Regions from separate parts of the Sus scrofa genome. Here region 2 is linked to region 1. The links are chromatin contacts, called in public Hi-C maps. All regions are on one chromosome and are shown on one strand. Each heading gives the region's core, a stretch centred on a gene start, on an enhancer-like site or on the middle of the called end of the contact. The rest is flanking DNA. Distances are from core to core; before and after follow the strand shown. Region 1 overlaps DAG1 (dystroglycan). Region 2 holds the start of GMPPB (GDP-mannose pyrophosphorylase B).

The links. A called contact is a pair of places that touch in the nucleus more often than the background predicts.
Region 2: a contact with region 1 is called in a Hi-C map of liver, with 12 times the contacts expected there. The contact joins the promoter of GMPPB here to the enhancer-like site in region 1. A contact is called at or near these places in 2 of 5 promoter capture datasets (fetal liver and liver), 1 of 47 Hi-C or Micro-C datasets (liver) and 2 of 2 datasets of contacts at active chromatin or transcription factors (alveolar macrophages and skeletal muscle).

The regions. Positions count from the first base shown.
Region 1 is chr13:32,090,224-32,094,666 of Sscrofa11.1, reverse strand. DAG1 (dystroglycan) reads right to left here. Exons shown (of 3, transcript XM_021068744.1): 3 at 2,217-4,443. Among named protein-coding and RNA genes, the nearest start is that of BSN, 15 kb to the left of the region's middle. Within about 2 kb of position 2,461, at least 21 of the 83 cell types and tissues checked have an H3K27ac peak or open chromatin away from gene starts, as enhancers often do. A contact at or near this core is called in fetal liver and liver, where this site is marked.
Region 2 is chr13:32,250,853-32,254,741 of Sscrofa11.1, reverse strand. GMPPB (GDP-mannose pyrophosphorylase B) reads left to right here and starts at 1,587. Exons shown (of 10, transcript NM_001244541.1): 1 at 1,587-1,712; 2 at 1,809-1,945; 3 at 2,071-2,151; 4 at 2,242-2,290; 5 at 2,429-2,571; 6 at 2,776-2,934; 7 at 3,021-3,099; 8 at 3,174-3,301; 9 at 3,385-3,567; 10 at 3,646-3,889. The coding sequence starts at 1,817. The coding sequence ends at 3,777. It overlaps IP6K1 (inositol hexakisphosphate kinase 1), which reads left to right. Exons shown (of 5, transcript XM_021068778.1): 5 at 1-1,227.

The sequences.
Region 1 (4,443 bases), core at 1,212-3,711:
AGCCCCAGAAGATGGGAACCTTCACTTTGAATCTCTTGCCCTATCTTCTCTGGGTCTGCCCGGGTCCCATTATGGGAAATGGTAGCCCCATCTCCCACTGAGGGCTTCAAATAATTCTTTACTAATCTACAATATGCACAAAATTTTACAGCACCCTCAAAAAACCTATAGTGATGGGGTCACTCTTTAGAATTGAACCTGCCACTCACTGGCCATAGTACCTGGAACCTTGCCCCCTCTGGACTTCAGTCACCTTGCCTCAAGATGGTGATCAAGAAGGGTAAGCAAAGCAGGAAGCTTTAACTTAAAAGCATAAGCTGATTTATATTTTTCAGATATAGTAATAAAACTCACCCTCAAAAGACTGATGTCTGGGTGGGGACTTCCATGCTCCAGAGGAGCTAGGGAAGGGCCTGTTCTAGGAGGTTTTCTGCCTATTGGGAACAAGTAGAGGCAAGTAAGTCATGTGGAGCCTCCAGTTCCCACCAAAGTGATGATAATTCTACAGGATGAGGCTAGCCAGGAGCTCCTAGACACCCCAATATTCCCTGGCCATCGTCCTGGCCCAAGGATCTTGGCCCAAGGCAATGCCTTTATACCAGGAGAGACAGAGGAATCCTCTAGCCTCCTTGGCTTCTCTTGTCCCTTTTACAGGCAGATGTGTTGGGGGTGACTTGTTATCCTGATTCCATCCCGTAGTCCCTAGGGTTCCTCAGAATCCCTTGGAGACCAGTGCTGTCCCCACTTCACAGATGGGGAAGCCAGGCCAAAAGGTTCATGGGAATTTGTTCTGGGTCAGAAGCACAGGCGAATGCATATTTCTGTGGGTCTGACAGCTCCCTCTCCCCTTCTCCACTGTGTCCCATTGTTTCTGCCCCTTTCCTACACTGCCCTCTCTAGCTTGAAAAATCTGAGTAGACATTCCCTATCTGCCTCCTACAAGGAGAGGTCACAGAGACCTGGCAGGAGTGCTGCAGGTCAGGGGTCTGCCAGGCCAAATGTCAGATATTCCCAAAGAAGAGTAGGGCAGGGCAGAGGCCAGAGGCCCTTGTGGCTTCTTCCTATTCTACTGACCATATATTCTCTGCTGAAACCAGAAATCCCTTTACTAGAGTACAGGACAGTGAATCCACTCATAACCCATGGCTTCAGATTAGGTATTAAACAACTTCTTGAGGCCAAGAAAGCAAAGGGCAGGGTCATATCCCAGGCTCCTGCTGCTAGGTCTAGGGGGTGAGGTATGAGGTATGTGTCCCTTAACTCTGTACTGAGGACAGCTTTTCCTGGTATTTATCAGTATTGTATGCCACAAGTAATTGTTTGACCTTCAACTCCCCACTCTGGGATTCAGTTTTATCTGCAGTACAGGACCAATCTCTCAGCTCTGGGTCTTAAATTGTGGGCAGAGCAGCAGCCTGGGGGCTATAGGTAGAGATGGTGAAGACTCTGTGGGGGTGGGAGTGAGGCCCGTTAGAGGCATCAGTTGTTCTGTGACCAATGGCCCCAATCCTGCCTCTGAAAACACAGCTGCTGCATCCCCTGCCTCCGGCACCCTGGGTAGTGTCCCAGGACAACCTGCCCCTTCCTGGGCACTAAGTCATGCTAAGCCTACCCAGCTGGTCTTTCTGTCCCAGGCAGGGTACTTAGGGGCAGGCCCCCAGAATCTATAGGCCCAAAGAAGGCAGAATAGCCTGGCCAGAAACCATTCTCCCCTTCTCCCCACTCCAAGGCAAGGGCCAAACCTGCCTTTAGACTGCTTGGGAGAGGGCCAGCCTTAACCCAAGGTCATGTGCAGGGGGCCCAGATGAAGGACCCCTGTCTGGGAACTGCAGGAGTCAACCCACTCTGGAGCAGACAACCTTCAGCAAGACCTCTCCCACCATCCTCCCCTCCCACCCAGTCTCACTGGATTTTCTGCCCATCCCTCTCCCCCATCATAGACGAGGAAACTGAAGCTCAAGGAGATCTGTCTCAGCTGGCTCAGGCAGAAGACGTGCTAAGGAGAGCTCATTGTTTGACAGAGCTTCTGCTGCACACATACATTCCTCCCAGAAGCACAGAAATGGTGAGGCTGTGAAGACTATCTGGTCAGCTGCTCAAAGGCCACCTGAGTGGGCCTAGCTGGGTCCCCTTTCCCTCTGTCCCATGGACTCTAGTCCCACCCTATACTCATGTCGTGTAGGAGCCAGGGTAATAGATGCTTGGAGGCAATGGCATTGTAATAAAGACACTGCTTTTATTTAGTTCGATATGTTTCTATACAGAACGCAGAAAACACATCTTAAAATCATATAGAAGGAAATAAAAACACGTCAGTGGTTGGTGAACACTTGAATGTGAGATTGGCTCTCTGTCTCACAGAGTCCAATGACCATTGCCAGCTGGGCGATCAGGGGAGGAGGCTGCCTGCAAGGGCATTGTTGCTGTTATTCTGTTCACTGCCCCATCGCCTCCTGTTGCTATGGTAACAGGCCATTCTGGGCCAGCCACTTCTCTGCGTGGCAGTGCCCAATGCTGGGGTTGCTAAGGGCAACGGAGCTATTTGGAAGGCCTTTCAAAGCCCTCACCTGGAACACTGGGAATTGTTTATCTTTTGAGGAGGTCATCAAACACAATCTGACCAGGTCAGACCCTGCTTGTGCTCCTGACTCTGGGGCATTAGGGAAACTCTGGCTTGGATCAGGACTTGGAGGCACAAGCCCCCCCGAGCCCTCCTGTACAGGCTCCCCACACCAGGGCACTGCTCCCCCTACTGGAGATCCAGGCAGGAGAGAGGCCCTGTGGGAGAGGAGCAAGGGGGAACCCCCTCCAAAGAAGGGCAGGGTAGAGACCTCTCCACTCTGACCGTCCCTCTCCTCCTGAGGCAGCACACTCAAATCTTCTGCAAAACAGTCAATATGGCTTAGAAGTGGCTGCTTGGCGTGCAAAGGGAGCCTGGGTCCACCCACCCACCTACAGATTATGGAAGGGATACATTATTGCAAAAGGCATTCCTCCCTAAAAGGTACCCAAAATAACTATTCAGACATCAAGAAAAGTCATGCTCAAAATGGTTTCTTCCAAAGGAGGAGAATCAAAGCAGAGTGGGTGCCCCTGAGTCATGGGACAGAGATGCAGATGGATGGACGGATGTTCTGCTAAAAAAGGCAAAAGAAGCCCCAGTGTAATTCCGAAGTTTAAACCATTAGGAAAGAAGTGGGGGTGGGGGGTGGAATCGCAAAGAGCAAAGCCGTCAGTTCCATGGAATCAACACTAAGAGCTTGTACAAACTGCTGTAAGCATCACCATTTTTAATCTTTTTTTTTAATAAAACAATTTGAGGCTGTATAAAAACTTTAGTAAAAAATTAGCTTTGAGAGCCCACAGATTTTTACTATGAACTATATTGCTGGCATTCCTCCCTAGCCACCAGACCTTTCCCAGCCATTCAGGCCTGGGACTAGAGCGCCAGAGAAGAGGTGTGGGGTGGTCAGGGTGGGGCTGTGGACTATTGGGACAAAGTGGCCAAGGTCAAGTGAGGAAAGAGCATCACATGACATAAAAATATTGCATCTTCACCAAAATGTCCCCCACTGAGTGTTTCAAAAATCATGATATTCCATTTAGGATGGGGTGGGGGGGACCACACAGAAGGGTAAAAGAAAACAGGTTGATGTGGTCGAGTCCTTCGACCTCCCCAGGCACCCCCATGAGCAGCTGGCCCACCCTGGAGCACCTAGGTTGGAGGCTACGGCCACCACTGCCTCTTGGAGTCCCTTTTCCATGGAAATGAAGACCCCTTGGTGGTGGGCCGTGCATGCATGGGGTGGGGGTGTGGATGTCCATGGCCTGAGAGGCCCCTCTAGCTTTCAGCCCCTGGCAACAGTGGGACAGCAAGCCCAGCACCAGGGCCCTGGCCCCTGAGCCAGGGCCAGGAGGCCTCCAGTCAGGCTCTGGGGTATCAGAGCAACCAAGTTTACGTAGTGTGAAAAAATAGGATTCCTTTGATAAAAAATACTGTCCCCTTGGTCTTCTCTAAGTTTGAAACACCCTGGGAGCTTATTTTTAGCAAAGCAATTTCCCATACCCACCCAAAAATTATACATACAAGTTTAGGTAAACAGCAGATTAAATGTAAAAACTTAATCTTAACTTCTGAAAGTCCTTTGAATTTAATCTTTAGCTACTGTTTTCCATGTTACATCCTGCAGCTAGACACACGTGAATAGAAAAAACAGTACAGTTAGTGTTAAAGGCAAAACGCAGAGAGCCGGGAGGCCACCCAGCACTGCCTGCAAGTTCATTCACGGTTCCTCGCTCCCTCCATCTACCTCTACTCCAAATGGTGCTTTCAGAGCCAGCCATCAAAAACGCAGCGAAGAATTTTCTATGAACAAACAAAAAGCTGTTAGGCAAAAAATAAAAGTAAAAATGTCCCCAAAGTTTCTCCAGTTGCTTTGGGGT
Region 2 (3,889 bases), core at 338-2,837, 160 kb before region 1:
ATCCCATCTCTCTCGGCCTTCTGATTCTGGTGCCATTGGTGGGCAGGTTCCCATTTCTTGGGGCTAGGAGGGGGCAGCTTGCCTGTTTCTGATTAGTAATGACCGTCTTTTCTCTTGTACTATTTTGTGGCTTCAGCCATAGGGGCAGTAGCTCTTCATTAGTGTGGATAGTCATTTCTTGGCAGGGCAGAGGCCAAGACAAAGGTTTGGGGGCCAGCTGGGACCCCCTTGTTGGAACCTCTCCAGCCTGGGGATGTGCTGTACCTCCTGAGTTCCTATATTTTGGGAGCAGATGCTGCCCCCATTCTGCTCTTCATCACGAGAGGCTGTACCCACTTATAGTCAGCGTTTTCCTGGCATTGAGAAGAGCAGGGCTGGGATCTGCTGCTTCTCCCGCAGGGCAGGGTCCCTCCTTCTTTCAGCACTTTTAAACACTTGGGAGACCCAGCCTTGTTATCTGTTGAGTGGTGGGCATGCGCATCTGCACATGCTGTTTGCCACTATTTTGCCCTGCTCCATGCCAGAGAGCCCTGTCCCTGCCAGGCCCTGTTTCCCCAGCCCCAACTTGGGACCAAAGTGCAAGACGGGATCACTGGTTGGGGCGCTCAAGCGACCCCTCTGTGTAGTGCTTCCCTGGGCCAAGTCGACACCAGCCCCCTAGCGGGGTGGGATGGGCGGTGCTTAAAAGAAAGGGGACCAGTGTAGCAACATGCTGGGGACCCCACCCCTCTCATGTCCGGTCCTGTGCAGTGGGCGTGGGGTTTCTCCTAAGGGGCCAAAGGCCTGAGCTAGTTATGTAGCTGCTGCTCACTTGCTCACGGCTGGCCATGTGCACACTCCTAGATGCAGAATGCTTTGAACTTTAGAGCTGTTCAATTTGGTCTTTGTGCAGATTTAATGTTTTAGTGGAAAAAATTTGGGAGAATCCTGGGAAGGTCCTGGTTCCTTTGCTTCTCCGGGAACTGTAAGGCCTGGCCTCGAGGACCACTCTCTGCTCCACTTTGCTGGAAGCTGCCTAAGCCTGTCCACGCTGCCCGAGCCCTGCACCCGGATACTACACTTGGCTCCGGCCGTGTCCGGGCGCGGTTGCTTTTTCTTGGGACCTTGAGCGCGGGAGAGGGGGTGCTCGAGCCTTGGGCCGAACCTGCCCCTTTCCGTACACCTAGCGCTGCCCGCCCCGCTTGTGTCTGAGGTCGTGTATGTCAAAATAAAGCCGCTAGAAACTGAGGCGTGTCCGTGTCTTTGAAAAAAAAACAAACCCAGAAACTCGGGGTGGACTGGCCTAGCCCAGCCCGGCCTCCTCGCGCCCTCGGCCCCGCCCCAGTTCCTCCGGCAGGGCGGGGCCGGAAGCGGCTGGGGTGCGGCTGACCTGGGCCCGAGAGGACGGAAGCCTCGCCTGCGGCGCGAGCTCCGCCTTTGGATCCGCCAATGGCAAGCCGACCCGCGGATCCGGTCCCGGTCGCCATGGCAGCCAGGCGCGCTCCGCTCTCATTGGCTGAGTCTGCCGGAATACCGCGTCGCGGCGACCCGACGCCGATGGCCGTGCCACGTATGCCGCAGCTGATTGGCCCGCCCGGGCTCCCGTCATACACTGGCGGACGCCAGCCAGAGTTGGCAGCTCGCTGCTCTCGCTTCGGCGTCGCGTACTAGCTTGCCGCTGACTTGGACTTAGCGTCGACGCGGACTGGGCGGACAAGGCAGAACAAGAGTTGGTCAGTCTGGAGCGTGAAGGGAGCGGGAGGGTGTCATAGGGGTCGGCTGGGCGGGCCGCGGACACCTCGGAGCCCGGGACTCACTCTGGCCTCCAGCAGGCGCAATGAAGGCACTGATCCTGGTGGGTGGCTACGGGACGCGCCTGCGGCCGCTGACGCTAAGCATACCGAAGCCGCTGGTGGATTTCTGCAATAAGCCCATTTTGCTGCATCAAGTGGAGGCGCTGGCCTCGGTAAGGCCCAGGGACGGGGTCTTGGTGGGATTTGGCAGGGTGAGGGACGGCCAGCGACAGGAGGGCAGGGATCCCTGTGCCTTCGGCTGAGCCCGCCTGAAGGCCGGCACTGTTCATTCCCACAGGCAGGCGTGGATCACGTGATTCTGGCCGTGAGCTATATGTCTCAGATGTTGGAGAAGGAAATGAAAGCACAGGAGCAAAGGGTGAGGCACGGATTCTTGGCTTTTTCCCTTGGTCCCCGCTCAGCTTCCCACCCTAGTAGGAGAAACCTAACGGGGCCTTCTTCCTTCCAGCTAGGAATCCGAATCTCCATGTCCCATGAAGAGGAGCCTTTGGGAACAGGTCAGTAGAGACAAGAAGGTTCCTTGGGGAGGGTTTAGGGCCAGGAGAGGGGCAAGACTCTGTCTGCATGGGGCTTGCTGAGCCTGGGTCCAGAGGCTCAGACCTGGAAGATGATGGTGACCTCTTGCTCTTCCCCAGCTGGACCCCTGGCACTGGCCCGTGACCTGCTCTCTGAGACTGCGGAGCCTTTTTTTGTTCTGAACAGTGATGTGATCTGCGATTTTCCCTTCCAAGCCATGGTGCAGTTCCACCGCCACCATGGCCAAGAGGGCTCCATTCTGGTAAGGAAACAGGTCTTTCTTCTCCGATAACCCACCCCACCCCAGCCTCTCTCACCTCCCAGCTTTGAATTGCCCCAATGTTTTGGGTGCAGAACCATGCAGTATGTGCCTTTATGCATCTGGGGGCACAATCCCAGATATAAGACACCATGTACCTCAAGACTCAGGAGCCCTGGACTAGGTCTGAGGTCCCCCTGCACTCAGGTGACCAAAGTGGAGGAGCCCTCTAAGTATGGTGTGGTGGTGTGTGAGGCTGATACAGGCCGTATTCACCGGTTCGTGGAGAAGCCACAGGTGTTTGTGTCCAACAAGATCAATGCAGGCATGTACATCCTGAGCCCTGCAGTGCTGCAGCGCATCCAGGTGTGTAGAAGCCTGCTGCTGGGTGGGCCGGGGTAGGGCAGGCCACCACTGCCATGACCCTGCTCATGAGCTGCCCACTCCCACAGCTGCAGCCCACGTCCATTGAGAAGGAGATCTTCCCGGTCATGGCCAAGGAGGGGCAGCTCTATGCCATGGAGTTGCAGGGTGAGGCAGAGAGGCCACAGGGTTGGGGTGGTCTGTGGCTGGGCTGAGCTCCCTGATGCATTCTCTCCCTATAGGCTTCTGGATGGACATTGGGCAGCCCAAGGATTTCCTCACAGGCATGTGCCTCTTCCTGCAATCATTGCGACAGAAGCAACCTGAGCAACTGTGCTCAGGTCCTGGCATTGTGGGCAACGTGCTAGTGGTGAGACCCTTCCCCAGCCCATTATCAGCCTCCTCAATCTCAGGGGATAAATGGCTCAATTGTATTTTCCCCACTATCCTCAGGACCCAAGTGCCCGCATTGGCAAGAACTGCAGCATTGGCCCCAATGTGAGCCTGGGTCCTGGTGTAGTGGTGGAGGATGGCGTGTGTATCCGGCGGTGCACAGTGCTGCGAGATGCCCACATCCGCTCCCACTCCTGGCTTGAGTCCTGCATTGTAGGCTGGCGCTGCCGAGTGGGCCAATGGGTAAGACTCTGGGCTGGGCCAGATGGGAAGGGGTGGGAATGCCCATCTTGCTGACAAGGCCTGGCCCCTCCCCCCAAGGTGCGCATGGAGAATGTGACAGTGCTGGGCGAGGACGTCATAGTTAATGATGAGCTCTACCTTAACGGGGCCAGTGTGCTGCCCCACAAATCTATTGGTGAGTCGGTTCCGGAGCCTCGAATCATCATGTGAAGGGATGCTGTGGGGCTGGCTGAGCACCCCCTCTCCCCACCACCAGAGGGAACACTAGCTCAACACATCAGAAAGCCCTGGACTCACTGCCATTTGGCAGGGGAGGATTGGA